Linked DNA regions of Mus musculus: all the other regions are linked to region 3. Evidence: chromatin contacts called from public promoter capture Hi-C data. All regions are on one chromosome and are shown on one strand. Each heading gives the region's core, a stretch centred on a gene start, on an enhancer-like site or on the middle of the called end of the contact. The rest is flanking DNA. Distances are from core to core; before and after follow the strand shown.

The links. Promoter capture Hi-C pulls out the DNA fragments that hold promoters and counts their contacts.
Region 1: a contact with region 3 is called in a promoter capture Hi-C map of stem cell-derived epiblast-like cells, with 4 times the contacts expected there. The contact joins the promoter of Ypel2 here to the promoter of 2610027K06Rik in region 3. A contact is called at or near these places in 4 of 39 promoter capture datasets (3T3-L1-derived adipocytes, cranial neural crest, pre-B cells and 1 more), 1 of 15 datasets of contacts at CTCF or cohesin (embryonic stem cells), 5 of 484 Hi-C or Micro-C datasets (the G1E-ER4 cell line, cardiomyocytes, embryonic stem cells and 2 more) and 2 of 115 datasets of contacts at active chromatin or transcription factors (embryonic stem cells and stem cell-derived neural progenitor cells).
Region 2: a contact with region 3 is called in a promoter capture Hi-C map of pre-B cells, with 2.4 times the contacts expected there. The contact joins the promoter of Ppm1e here to the promoter of 2610027K06Rik in region 3. A contact is called at or near these places in 1 of 39 promoter capture datasets (pre-B cells) and 1 of 484 Hi-C or Micro-C datasets (embryonic stem cells).

Annotation. Positions count from the first base shown.
Region 1 is chr11:86,991,943-86,996,037 of GRCm38.p6, forward strand. Ypel2 (yippee like 2) reads right to left here and starts at 1,820. Exons shown (of 5, transcript NM_001005341.3): 1 at 1,650-1,820. Gm51915 (a long non-coding RNA gene) reads left to right here. Exons shown (of 3, transcript XR_003949754.1): 2 at 92-231; 3 at 401-2,395.
Region 2 is chr11:87,356,373-87,360,360 of GRCm38.p6, forward strand. Ppm1e (protein phosphatase 1E (PP2C domain containing)) reads right to left here and starts at 2,622. Exons shown (of 7, transcript NM_177167.4): 1 at 2,077-2,622. The coding sequence starts at 2,531. It overlaps Gm33937 (a long non-coding RNA gene), which reads left to right and starts at 1,157. Exons shown (of 5, transcript XR_003949755.1): 1 at 1,157-1,521; 2 at 1,654-2,498; 3 at 3,473-3,570; 4 at 3,792-3,896.
Region 3 is chr11:85,830,389-85,834,033 of GRCm38.p6, forward strand. It overlaps 2610027K06Rik (RIKEN cDNA 2610027K06 gene), which reads right to left and starts at 2,000. Exons shown (of 5, transcript NR_077059.1): 1 at 1,780-2,000. Tbx2 (T-box 2) reads left to right here and starts at 2,227. Exons shown (of 7, transcript NM_009324.2): 1 at 2,227-3,113. The coding sequence starts at 2,719. RefSeq lists an enhancer at 1-132 and a promoter at 1,762-2,752.

The DNA of each region.
Region 1 (4,095 bases), core at 570-3,069, 1.2 Mb after region 3:
CTGGGATTAAAGGCGTGTACTGCCACTGCCTGGCAAAGGCACATATTCTTATCTGTGTTCTTTATTTTCCATTTCCCACCCTTATCTCAAGGCAAGCAGAGAGATCTAAGAAGTGATGTTACTGAACCCTAAACTAGGCAGAGCCCAACTGAGGCAGTGCACGAGCCCAGGTACCCCGCTCTATCGCATCCGACCCTGTCGTGGAATCCGGGACAAATCACAGTGCCTAAGGTAAGATTCCCCAGCTCTTCTCAGGCCGGGCTTGTAAAGAACCCAGTCACTCATCACAGCTCAGTACAAAACCGGGGGTGGGAGCAGTCATAGTTAAGTATGAACCAGTCACAATGAGATATGTGTATGAAAATGTTCTAATAAAGCCATTATTTTTGACAAATTACAGAATTTACAAAATGATGTAAAGAGAGTGAAACTTCCTCAAAGATAAGAATATCAAATGCTAAGAAAGCTGATGGACTGAACTCAGGTAAAACCTACAGCAGTGTGTGCCAAAAGGAAAAGCAACCCAATCTTACTGACCAGATCCTGTAAACCCCCAAACCAGGCAGACTACTGCAGAGCCTCAAGCATGAGGTTTACTGTAATTCCTTTGTGCCTCTAATGTTCTGTAAATGGGGTTCAGAAAAGTAATCCCTAGGCTTGTTGTTCAGTGCTCTGGACAGGGAGCCCATCTTGCGAGAACGAAGACAAGCATGAGGAACAAAAGACTAATAGGACTCCAACTCAGTGGCTCAAAGACCCTCCAACGTGGCAACAACAAATCAACAAGGAAGCCAAAAAGCAGGGCTCCGGCGCATTTGCCATTTCCAGCAGCCGGGCCGTGGAAGGCTAGGCAAACCGGAGGATGCTCGCTCAGCTTTTTAAAAACTGTGGGTAAAAGTGAAGTCAGAGGTGGCAGGCAGTTCTTTGCACGAGGGGTCCAAAGCAACAGTGCTTCCCCCTAAGTGCCAGCCAGGAGACGGGTGTAAGGTTCCACTGTTTCGGAAAAAAAAAAAAATCACCCGAAGGGAGTCAGCAACCAGGCAGGTAAACTTGAAGCAGGAAGAGAGGCAGGAGCCAGCTGCGGGAGGGACTCTCCGCAGAGGCCCCCGCAGCGAGTCTGGCAACAGAGTTCGTGCCCACCCCTTGGCAAGGCCGCAGGGGAGGCGCCGGGAAGCGTCCAGGCAGGAACTCGCTGTGGTTCCCTTGGCTTGGGGCTGCCGAAGCGCTCCGGGGACTTTAGAGGGCGACGTGCCCCAGACCCAACTATCTCAATGGAGACATCGACCATACAGCCGGGTGCCGCCGGGTGCCATCCGTGGGGGGTGGGTCACGCCGAACAAGGGAGGCGTTGGCGCTCAGGTCTCTGGGTCCCCATATTTGCCAGGCGGCTCGTCGCCACCCGCCGAGTCCCGAACCCGGAGCGCGCGCCAGTGTTTGTAAACAAACCGGTCACGTGGCTGCAGCAACCCGTTCCCCGCCCCTAGCACCCCGGGAACCTTCGGGGAGCCCCCTCGGGACCGCGACAGCACCGCCCCAGCCGAGCCCGGCTGCACGCAGCCCAGGAGCCCGACCGTCCCCAGGGCGCACAGCCCGAACTGGAGCGGAATGCGCCCCACGCCCACGCGAGCCCAGCTCGAGATCCCTCATACCTGGCGGTAGGCTGCCCGGTCCGGCCAGCGCCGGGCTCTCCGGAGTGCTTGGCGATGAAGGACTGCACGGCTGACTCTAGCGCTCCCTGCGCGCTCTTAAAGCCACAGTCTCCGCCACCGCCGCCGCCACTGCCGCTCCGCATCCCTCCGAATCCGGGCTGGGGGCTTGCCGGGTGACAGACGCGCCCCCGCGCCTATCCCATCGGCTCAGCACATAGCAACACGCCACTGGTTGGCCCTGCACGGCCGCAGCCCATCCGCCAGGAGCCAATCACTGGAGGACGGAACTCCGCCCCTGCTTTCCCTGCCTCCCGCCCCCAACCCCCACCCGCCCCTCGGCCCTGGCGGGGCGCGCGTGCGAGGAGTGTGGCAAGGTCTGGGTCCCGCCAGTCCTGGCAGCTGGCGGGCAGGGCTGGGAGAAGAGGTGATTAGAGTGGGGGAGCTCTCTGAGATAGGAGCCTGTTTGTCTGGCTTTACTGGGATTCCCAGGACCCGGGGTTATGTTGGGAAGTGGGATTTACAGTGCTTTTGTTTTGAGAACCTAGATAGTAATTCCTCGCTCCACTTTTTAAGCCACTCCTGACCCAGAGCCTAAGTTACTAAAAGTGACCCGCAGAGTTCAAGGCAGGTGTATTTAGTAAGATAGTACCAGTCTCGTCATGCCCACCCATGCCCTGCTCAGAAGCGGAGATTCTCTATTTCCTCTGCCCTGCTCGAAATTTCCTAATTAAAACTAGGAAAGGGTTGTCTGGTGTGTTCGAGTCCCTGGGTTGGATCCCCAGTACTGAGAGTGGAAGAGCATAGAGAAAGACTATAGAGAAACTGGGATCCCTATTGCTAATGGTTAGTGAGGTCTATTAGCAACAGAAAATACAATAAGAGTAGTCAAGGTGACCAAAAGGGAGGAACTGGCATTCTGGGTCAGTGGGGTGGTGCTTTTCAAGGAAGAGAGGGTTAAAAAATAAACTCATGACAGTCGGGAAGTCCAGGGAGGCACCAGGTGGGTGGAGTGGGGCAGAGTCTTCCTACCGGAAAACAGGTCAATTTGATAAAAGAATTTCTGCGGGGGGGGGGGCGGGGGAGACACGGCAGACCCACCCTTTTTTCTAAGACACTGGGATTCTGAATGGTGTTGGGGCAAAATACATGTTTTCATTGCTATTTTAGAAGAGAAAAAAACACAAGGTAATTGGACAAGGTGGTTCTCTGCTTTATAGCCCAATTATAACCCAAGGCTTGGGAAGTGTTAGAAGTTTAAGGTCATTCTTGGTTAGATCGGTCCAAGCTAGCCAGGTTACTGAAAAAGAGAAAAAAAAAAAGTTCATGCGGGGTTGGGGTGCTGAAGGAGGCCCAGGAACCTTTGGTCTCCTATCTGGCAGCAGTTTACACACAAACCCAGGCTGGTATTTGGGTAGATCCCCGGGTGACTCAAAAACGTCACCTGTCACTCCACCCAGCTGTTTTTAATACATATGCAATCAACTAAATTGTCTTCAGTGAATGTACATCGCATGGTTAGGGATGAAAAAAAGTCCCAACGTTAGTAAGAACAAAACCACTCATTTTTGCCGGCAGATACCGGTTTCAGTGTAGGGGCACTGTCAATATTTACAATTGACTGCTTTGGGAATTATAAATCCTGGAGTCCAAAAGCCTTCAGCTAACTAACCACAACCTTGAAAAGACTTGAGATTGGATCTTTAAGAAGATATACTAAATTCTTTAGATTATCAAAAGCTTGATTACCAGCCCAAGGCTGCTTTCTGAGGTTAAATTCCTCTGTGCCCTTAGGCCTTAGTACCCATCGCCTAAAAGAAGGGAGGGCTGGGATCTGGTGGTGGAACTCACAGTAGAGACTTTGCCTAAGGTTCTTGAGGCTCTGGGTTCAATACCCATTACTGCAGAAATAAATAAGGACGGCTGAAATAAGATGGTTTCTGACATCCCTTCCAACTCTAACATTTCAAATCAGGAACCAGGAAATCAAATTGGTTACATTTCTGCAATAGTGTGTTACTAAATATGTTTATATCCACGGGTTCCCTAACGCCTAACAGTAGATTCTGTACTGGTTTTAACACCCTGAGATACTGGTATGTTATGTAACAAGATTGGAGGCTACTGTTCTGTGCTTAAATAAAAGATAACATTAGCTAAAGAAAGCCTGCCTTGTGTGGGGTGCTCTGAGGACCCCTGCAGGCCTGCTGTGTGATTGCAGGAGACTGGAAGAGGCCACAGAACCACAGGGCTGAAAAACAATAGAATCAGCCAGCCAGGAAAAAAAAAAAAAAAAAAAAGCCAGATCATGCCTTCTTCCAGCCAAAGGAGCCAAGCTGTGTGAGTTGACAGAAGGGAGAACCGAAACAAAGAAGTGTGTATGTGTGTGTTGGGGGGCAGGGAGTGAGTACTAGAAACTGCTTCTCTTTCTCTCTGCACCCAAACACCT
Region 2 (3,988 bases), core at 1,372-3,871, 1.5 Mb after region 3:
TTTTTTTTTTTTTTTTTTTTTTTGGTTTTTGGTTTTTCGAGACAGGGTTTCTCTGTGTAGCCCTGGGTGTCCTGGAACTCACTCTGTAGACCAGGCTGGCCTTGAACTCAGAAATCCGCCTGCCTCTGCCTCCCGGGTGCTGGGATTAAAGGCGTGCGCCACCACGCCCGGCTTTTATCTGGTGTTTTTTTTTGGAATAAAATAAAAACTAAAAATGTCATTACACATTTTGAAACATTTTTTTCATTTTGAAACTTTTACACCCACTAAAAACCTTAAAGATACATCACATAAACGAGCCAGCCATTTTATCTCGACTAGCATCAGAATAAAATACAGTACAAAGTCTGATATTATGTGAAGTCAGAGTATAAGTGTCCAATTTAAGGGGAAATAATATTTTCTAGCTGTAATTTTGCTAGTTTTAACTCAAACACAAACTTCTGTGCTTCATTGGCAATCACCTTCTCATCGTAATCATTTTTCTAATTGATATGTACATTTTGATTAATCTTGTTTCCTTATCACATTAAAAATAAAAAAACACCCACATCTTACCATTTCATTCTGTGCATCTCAGTTTTAAAAGCCTTGAAATGTTCAGACTGTACTACATTAATGGCAGTATGGGAGCGTCCCTAATCCTTAAATTGTTCTGGGAGCATATGTGTAAGGGTAAAAACTGTCCAGATAGTACTAGTCTGAGATAAATCCCTTCACTTTGGTAAATACTTCCACTATATTTAAGTGTCTGAATCATGTAATTTTTTTAAAATGGCATTCTGTAGGTCCTTTTCTGTGATAGTTAAAAAAAAAAAAAAAGAAATACTCAACCATTAATGCTGTTTATCCCCAGGTGGTGGTATTACACGCCATTTTATTTTTGCATTTCCCCAAAACACACAATTCCCCTGGTAATTGAACAGTATTTTAAAATTAATTACTGGATGGTTTATAAAGTGTGGCATCCGCACAGTCCAATTCTACAGATCTGCTCAGTGGCTTTTCCCTTTGACAGGCTGCTGCTTTTAACAGGAGAATGGTTTGATCAGTTGTCTATGAGGTCTGATGAAGACAAAATAGCTTTCTTTTCTAGCCCCCTCCAGGCTTTGGAGAAATCCAGGAAGTGGGTTTGAACTTAGCCGCAGTGAATCTTGCGATAGTAAACTTTTGGGGTGGTCAGAGTAACACCTTTCATTACAACTATTAGCTGAATGGCAAAAGACTCTCGGGTTTCCCAGTGTTTGCAGAGGCATTATTTCAGAACAATTCCATTTGGAAAGAAACGCGATTGTAAACCGTTTCTATTTCAAGCCCATAAAAAGCAGAACTCGGATGAAAGGCAAAGCCTTGACCTTTCTATTTTAGACTTGCATCTGGGTAGCTAAGCCATCTGCTTTTCTCCCACCTCCCACCCCATCTACTTAATGGACTGAAAATACTGCACTTAATTGCAATTTTATCCAACCAGGCTGACTTTTCTGACTTACGACCTCGTCTTTTCACCTAACGGCTTGCTCGGTAGGGTTTTACTTACCCTTCCTTCCCAATTCCTCCCTACCGCTCTCAATTATATGCTGTCAAATGTCTGCAAAGTATGATACTAGGCTCTCACGTAAGAAAGCCATCTATAGAGCCTTTTCATTTCAACAGTGAGCGCCTGACGGAAAATCTAGGGGTCTGGGCTCCTCTGGGCACCGACGGTATTAGCTTTGTTGCGGTTATGTAGAAAGGCACCTCTTACTGCCTGTAAAGGAGTCGCGCGTCCCCACCGCCCAACAAGGAACGCAGCCCGGGAAAGGACAGACAGACGAAGGTGGGAGGAAACCCCGGGAAGAAAGGCGCAGGGAAGAATGGGGAGCCCAAGACGGGAGGGAAGACCTTGGCAGGAAGGTTCTGGAGGAAGGTGTGCGAAGTGGCCGAGAAGCTGGCCGAGAGGGCCAGCGAAGAGGGGCCGGGGGCAGGCGGGGGGGACCCCGCCCGGGTGCCCCGCGGGGACATGGGTAGCGGGGACGGGAACCCAGGCCGGCACCCCGGGGATGGCGGCCCACCCGCGGCCGAGCCCCGCTACTTAACTATTTGTAGAGCTGCTGCAGGCACAGGTCCAGGCTCTCGCCCTCCACCTCCTCTCGGGTGATGCGCTCCGACAGCGGCCGTGGGAGCGGGGGCAGCGGTGGCAGCTGGGGCTGCGGCGGTGGCGGCACGGCCGAGTGCCCCGGGGCAGCCGCTTCCTCCTCTTCCTCCTCCTCGCCCTCCGTCGCCGTCTCCTCCTCCACCGCCTCGTCTTCGGGCTCGGGGTCTTGGTCCTGCTCCCCCTCCTCGGTCGCCTCTACCGTCGCAGCGTCCTCCCCCGGTTCCTCCCCCGAAGCCTCGGCCGCCTCAGCCGCGACTAGCTCGGCTTCGGGCTCGGGCTCGGGCTCGGATTCGGGTTCGGGCTCTGGCTCGCCGCCACCGCACGGTCCGCGGAACTCGCCCAGGAACAGCTCCAGGAAGCGCCGGTAAGTTTTCTCCTCAGGGATGCAGCCCGCCATCGTTGCTCATGCCCCGAGGTCCACCGGGAAGGGGGTGGGAGGTGAGCCCAGGAGGAGGAGGGGGCTGCTTCGGAGCCTCGCCTCCCGCTACGGAGGGGGAACGGCCGCACGGGCACCGGCGATCAGCACTGGGTTGCCTGGAGAGGGCTCCCGCAGGCGTGCGCGCCACCGAGCTCGGACGTGCGCGGCCCGGGGGCGGGGGCGGAGCGCGCCACCCCGCTCCGGTCTGGAGGGAAAGTTGGTGGCGGGCGCGCGCACAGGGTCCAGCGGCGGCCCACCCGCAATCCCTACCGAGAGCTCAGCCCACGCTGCCTAGAGACTGTCGCCATGGCAACCGGTTCTAATTAAGAATTCCAAGGTCCCTCCCGTCGAGTCTGTGGAGTGGTAAGGACGCTGGACTCCTGCACTCCAACTTCGAATGGTCTTTGTGGGGTGAAGACCCTAGTTTCATGATAAGCACTGAGACATCTCTGTTGGTTCCACCAGGAGTGTACTGACTTCAGTTTCCTTATCTGCTTGCCTTGCCGTAGTATATCTCTTGATCCGATGGCACGCAGTAAACACCTTTTACTAATGATATGTGTTGAAAAAGTAAAGGTCCAGGCACGAGCACCCAAAAAGGGTAGTTTCCTTTGTCTAGGTTCTTTCGTTTGATTCTATGTATCCTCCTTTCTCAAAAAGATGAACGTGAGAAATTAAACAGTAATTCGCTTGCTTAAAAGTCAAGACTTTCTAGCTGTGGCATTGGTGTTAGAGCCCCTTTCAAAGTCTCCAAAGCCTTTAGAATCTTTCCCCTTAACTCTGCTCTATGAAAATCTAGCTGTGCCTCGTATCTACACAATGTCTTATTTATATAGGGCTTTGCAGTTTACACGTGTTCGTCTCTAATCCTCACAGCCTTTTAAGGCAAAGGTTATTACCGTTAGGATTCTGTTTTACAGATGAGGAAACAAGCCTTCAAAACAGTGACTTTGCTCAAGGTCAAAAGCAAGCGATGCAACAAGAATTCAATCCGAGATTGAAGTGGTAGATTTCACTTGTAAGTTTTCCATCACCCAAAAACCCCTGCTTAGTTTCTGTATAATGCATGTCATTATATTATATTATCCTACCATATAATCCGTATTTTGTCTATATTTTGTTTGTTCTTCCCCACCACCTCCTGTGTCTCTTCTTACTCCCTCCCCCAAGCTAGAACTGAAATGACTTTAAATTATTCTAATTTTCTTACCAAACTATAAACAAACCTATTATTTTCAGGCTTCATGGTGATGATGTTGGTGGTGGGTGCTTTGAAGATGCTGTGCTGTACAGCTGTATGGATGATAGCATCATTGCTGCATACTACCACGTCCACGGCAGCATGTAATTCAGCACAAACATAGTGATTTTTCCCCTCTGCTTTGAAAAAACATGTACTCACAAATTATCCACTCCATCTCTCCATTTATTGTTTC
Region 3 (3,645 bases), core at 750-3,249:
GGGCGAAGCAGGAGTTGCGAGCCGCAAGGCGCCGCTCGAGAGGCTGCTTAGGCCGCCCCAGCACCAGTTTTCGATGCTACAAGGATATTCTAAGAAAATTTTGTTGGGGATGGGTCGATAAAGAATCTTAAGAGCGGCTAAAGCAGGTCATCCAGGTGACTACGTGATGGGGGTGGGGGTGGGGGGGTGGCTGGAGCTGTTGGTGGAAACCCAACCTGCCCTGAAAACGTCTCTGACCAGTCGCAGGTCCTTAGCTCTATAGGTGGGATTCAGATCCCCTAATGTAGCCACTGGGCGACAGCTGTCCGATTTCGTGGACCAATAACTCAGACCTTCATGTTTTAACTCTCAGGCCTAAACGGGTAGACCAGCTACTGTATGCTACCCAGGAAAATGACCAAAATACATACTTCGATACATACACATTTTTACAAGGTACTAAAGTGCCTGTCCCCATACACACAACTTAGCAAATGTCCTGCCAACTCGGAAAGCTGAACTGACTACTTCTTGTTCACCTCACTAACTGTCCAAGTGTGTTCAGACACATCTCTCCTGGAGGAGCCACATCCTGTCTGAATTGGAAGCAGTGCAAAGCTGCAATGGATCTCTCACCGGCTGCGAACACCGCGAAGCTAGAGCTGAAGGTTCACTGTGGGCAGAGAAAAGAGTGAGAAAAGCGACCTAGGAGTAAGGTCCTGAAGAAAAACCCAGTGGGGCAGGCGCGCACAGGGTTATGAAGAATTACAAGCGCCTGGTGTTGGCTCAGATGTATAGGAAAAAAGGTCGTGGAGGCCAAACGACTCCTGCTGGTCTCAACCCCGTACTGCCGGGGGCAACTAGCTTTTAAACGCCTTTCTGGGCGGTCAGCTACCAAGTGCCTGAAGACCTGGTGTATGCAGCGGAGGGGCAAGCTGCCTGGGCCACTTACGTGGTAGGTGCCTACCACGGGGACATAGGGCTGGAGCGGCAGAATTCGCTTATACTGGTTGGGAGGGTGGGAGTATCCACTGTGGCTAGTTCACACCCTGCTTCCCCTCCCCAACAAGCACAAGGGTGTGAGCCTCAACCCTAAACAGGCAAGTGTATGATCGTTTTACTCTGGGCACACCTGATTATGGTTTTACACACACACACACACAGAGAGAGAGAGAGAGAGAGAGAAAGAGAGAGAGAGAGAGAGAGAGAGAGAGAGAGAGAGAGAGAGAGAGAGAGAGAGAGAGAGAGAGGAAGATGCATTGGGGCTGTTGCCAGAGAGATAACGAAGACTGATCGTCGAAGGGGGTGTTCACACTTGCTGGCAAACACCTCGATTCCCATCCGCATTACTCAGCTTTCCTGAACTAGGGAGCCTTGAGCTTCCAAGGGACGGAAACAATCTCTAGAGAAGTGACTGAGAAGAAAAGATGCCAGAGTTTAGGAAGAGATAGATGGGCTTGCATCTCCAGTACCGGATGCGGCGAAAATTCCTTCTGGCGCGTGTGGAGAATCTGAGTTCTAGGATCAACTAGCGCGGCACCGCCTTGGGCTCTGTAGAAGGTGCGCTCACCTACCTGGTCCCAAGGATCCATTTTCCTACTCGCCAGAAGGTTTTGGCTTAGTGACCTGACACAGACCTTCTTTAGGCTAAATGCCCGGCCCTTCTGGAACCCCAGGTTCCTGAGTCTACGAGGGGAGGAGCAGGTGGGGGTGGGGACCCTTCGTTTCCCCAGCGCAAGGCGGCGTCCCGTTCCCGCCCGTGCCGGCCCCATCAGGGTTCTGCCATGGCTCCCCACTCACCGGCTCCGGACACCTGATTCGGCTCCGGGACCTCGGCCGCCCGAGCCTCCTGATTTGCCCGCCCACCGGCCTCGCTTTCCAGTGCCCGCAGCCTCCCTCTGAAGTGCATGGACCCGGGGCGGTGACCGGGAGTGGGGTGGGAGGCCAGGCTGGGTCGCAGGCAAGAGCGGCCGGGCCTCCCGGCGCGGGAGGGAAAGGGCGCCCCCTCTCCTCTCCGGAACGTGTCAATGCTTTGCACTTGGGGCCGGCATGCGGCTAGGGGGTCCTTCCCCAAGGCCCCGGGACCCGGGCGCCCCCTGCCTCAGGCCCTTACGGCGGGTCAGATCGGTCCTCTGCGCTTTCCAGCCCTCGCCCAGGCAGCGGCGGGCGCGGGCGGCGAGGTGGGGGCCAGGCCAGGGGGAGGGGTCTCGGGGCCCGCTGGCCCGTCATTGGTTAATATTTTATTCTGTTGACATGTTTTCTTACTGCTGAGGCTTCCGACACCTTCTCCCTGGCCTCCCCTCCCGTCCAGAGCTTGGCCTGAGCTGTCAAAACCCCGCCCCCGGAGACCCACAATTGGTCCAAAAAGCGTAAAATCAGCAATCAAGGGGGGCCTGGCTCGTTAGCGCAGGGGATCCGAACAGGGCAGGACATGTGAGATAGTCACAGTTTTCCAGAGATCAGGACAAGATCTAACCAGTCGCGCGTGGTCCCCGGCGCCGGAGCCGGCCAGCCCAGCCCAGCCCAGCCCAGCCCAGCCCCGCGCAGCGCCCCCTCCGCCCCCGCGTCCAGAGCCCTGCGCCCCTTGAGGTGCGCGGGACGGGGAGCCGGGAGAAGCCGCTGCCGCGCCCGCCGCCCGGGCCGTCCGTCCTCCGCGCGCGCCGCCGCCCGGGCCGGGGGTCCGAGGCGCGCGCCCCCGGCCCCGGCCCCGGCTCCCAGGAGCCTGGGCCGGATGTCCCGATGAGAGAGCCGGCGCTGGCAGCCAGCGCCATGGCTTACCACCCGTTCCACGCGCCACGGCCCGCCGACTTCCCCATGTCCGCCTTCCTGGCGGCAGCGCAGCCCTCCTTCTTCCCGGCGCTAGCGCTGCCGCCCGGCGCGCTAGGCAAGCCTCTGCCGGACCCGGGCCTGGCGGGGGCGGCGGCCGCGGCAGCAGCGGCGGCGGCGGCGGCCGAGGCGGGGCTGCACGTCTCGGCACTCGGCCCGCACCCGCCCGCCGCGCATCTGCGCTCGCTCAAGAGCCTGGAACCCGAGGACGAGGTGGAGGACGACCCCAAGGTGACGCTGGAGGCCAAGGAGCTGTGGGACCAGTTCCACAAGCTGGGCACCGAGATGGTCATCACCAAGTCCGGGAGGTAGGACGGGCCGGGCGGGCGGGCTCGGGGACCGCACAGCACCCACCACCACTGGGTCGATGCTCTCTCGGATTGCCCCCGCTCCGGCCCTGGCGCCACACTCCTTTCCACAGACAAGCAAGCTGACTTTTTTTTTTTTCCGTTTGGCTCCGGAGCGAATTAAAAAAGAAAAAGAAAAGCAAACATCTCTCGATTGAAATAAAACGAAAACACGTTCCTAAAGAATAGTCCCAACTGTTCTGAGTCTCAAAGCCCCGGAGACTCTGGCGGGTCTCCACAGCCCCTTGCGGTCTCACTGTTTTTTTTTTGTTTTGTTTTGTTTTGTTTTGTTTTGTTTTTGTTTTTGTTTTTTCCGTCTCCTGGACGGTCTGGAAGTTCCTAAGAAAAGGGATCTTTCCCGGATTCTCCGCTCTGATCACTGGAGTCCATAGTGGGACTAGCATCCCGCCTCCTGCTAGCTCCAGGCTGACCACTTGGTTCCGGCAGAGAGTTGTCCAGCCCACAGCTAGGCCTTGGAGAGAGTCTTGCTTGT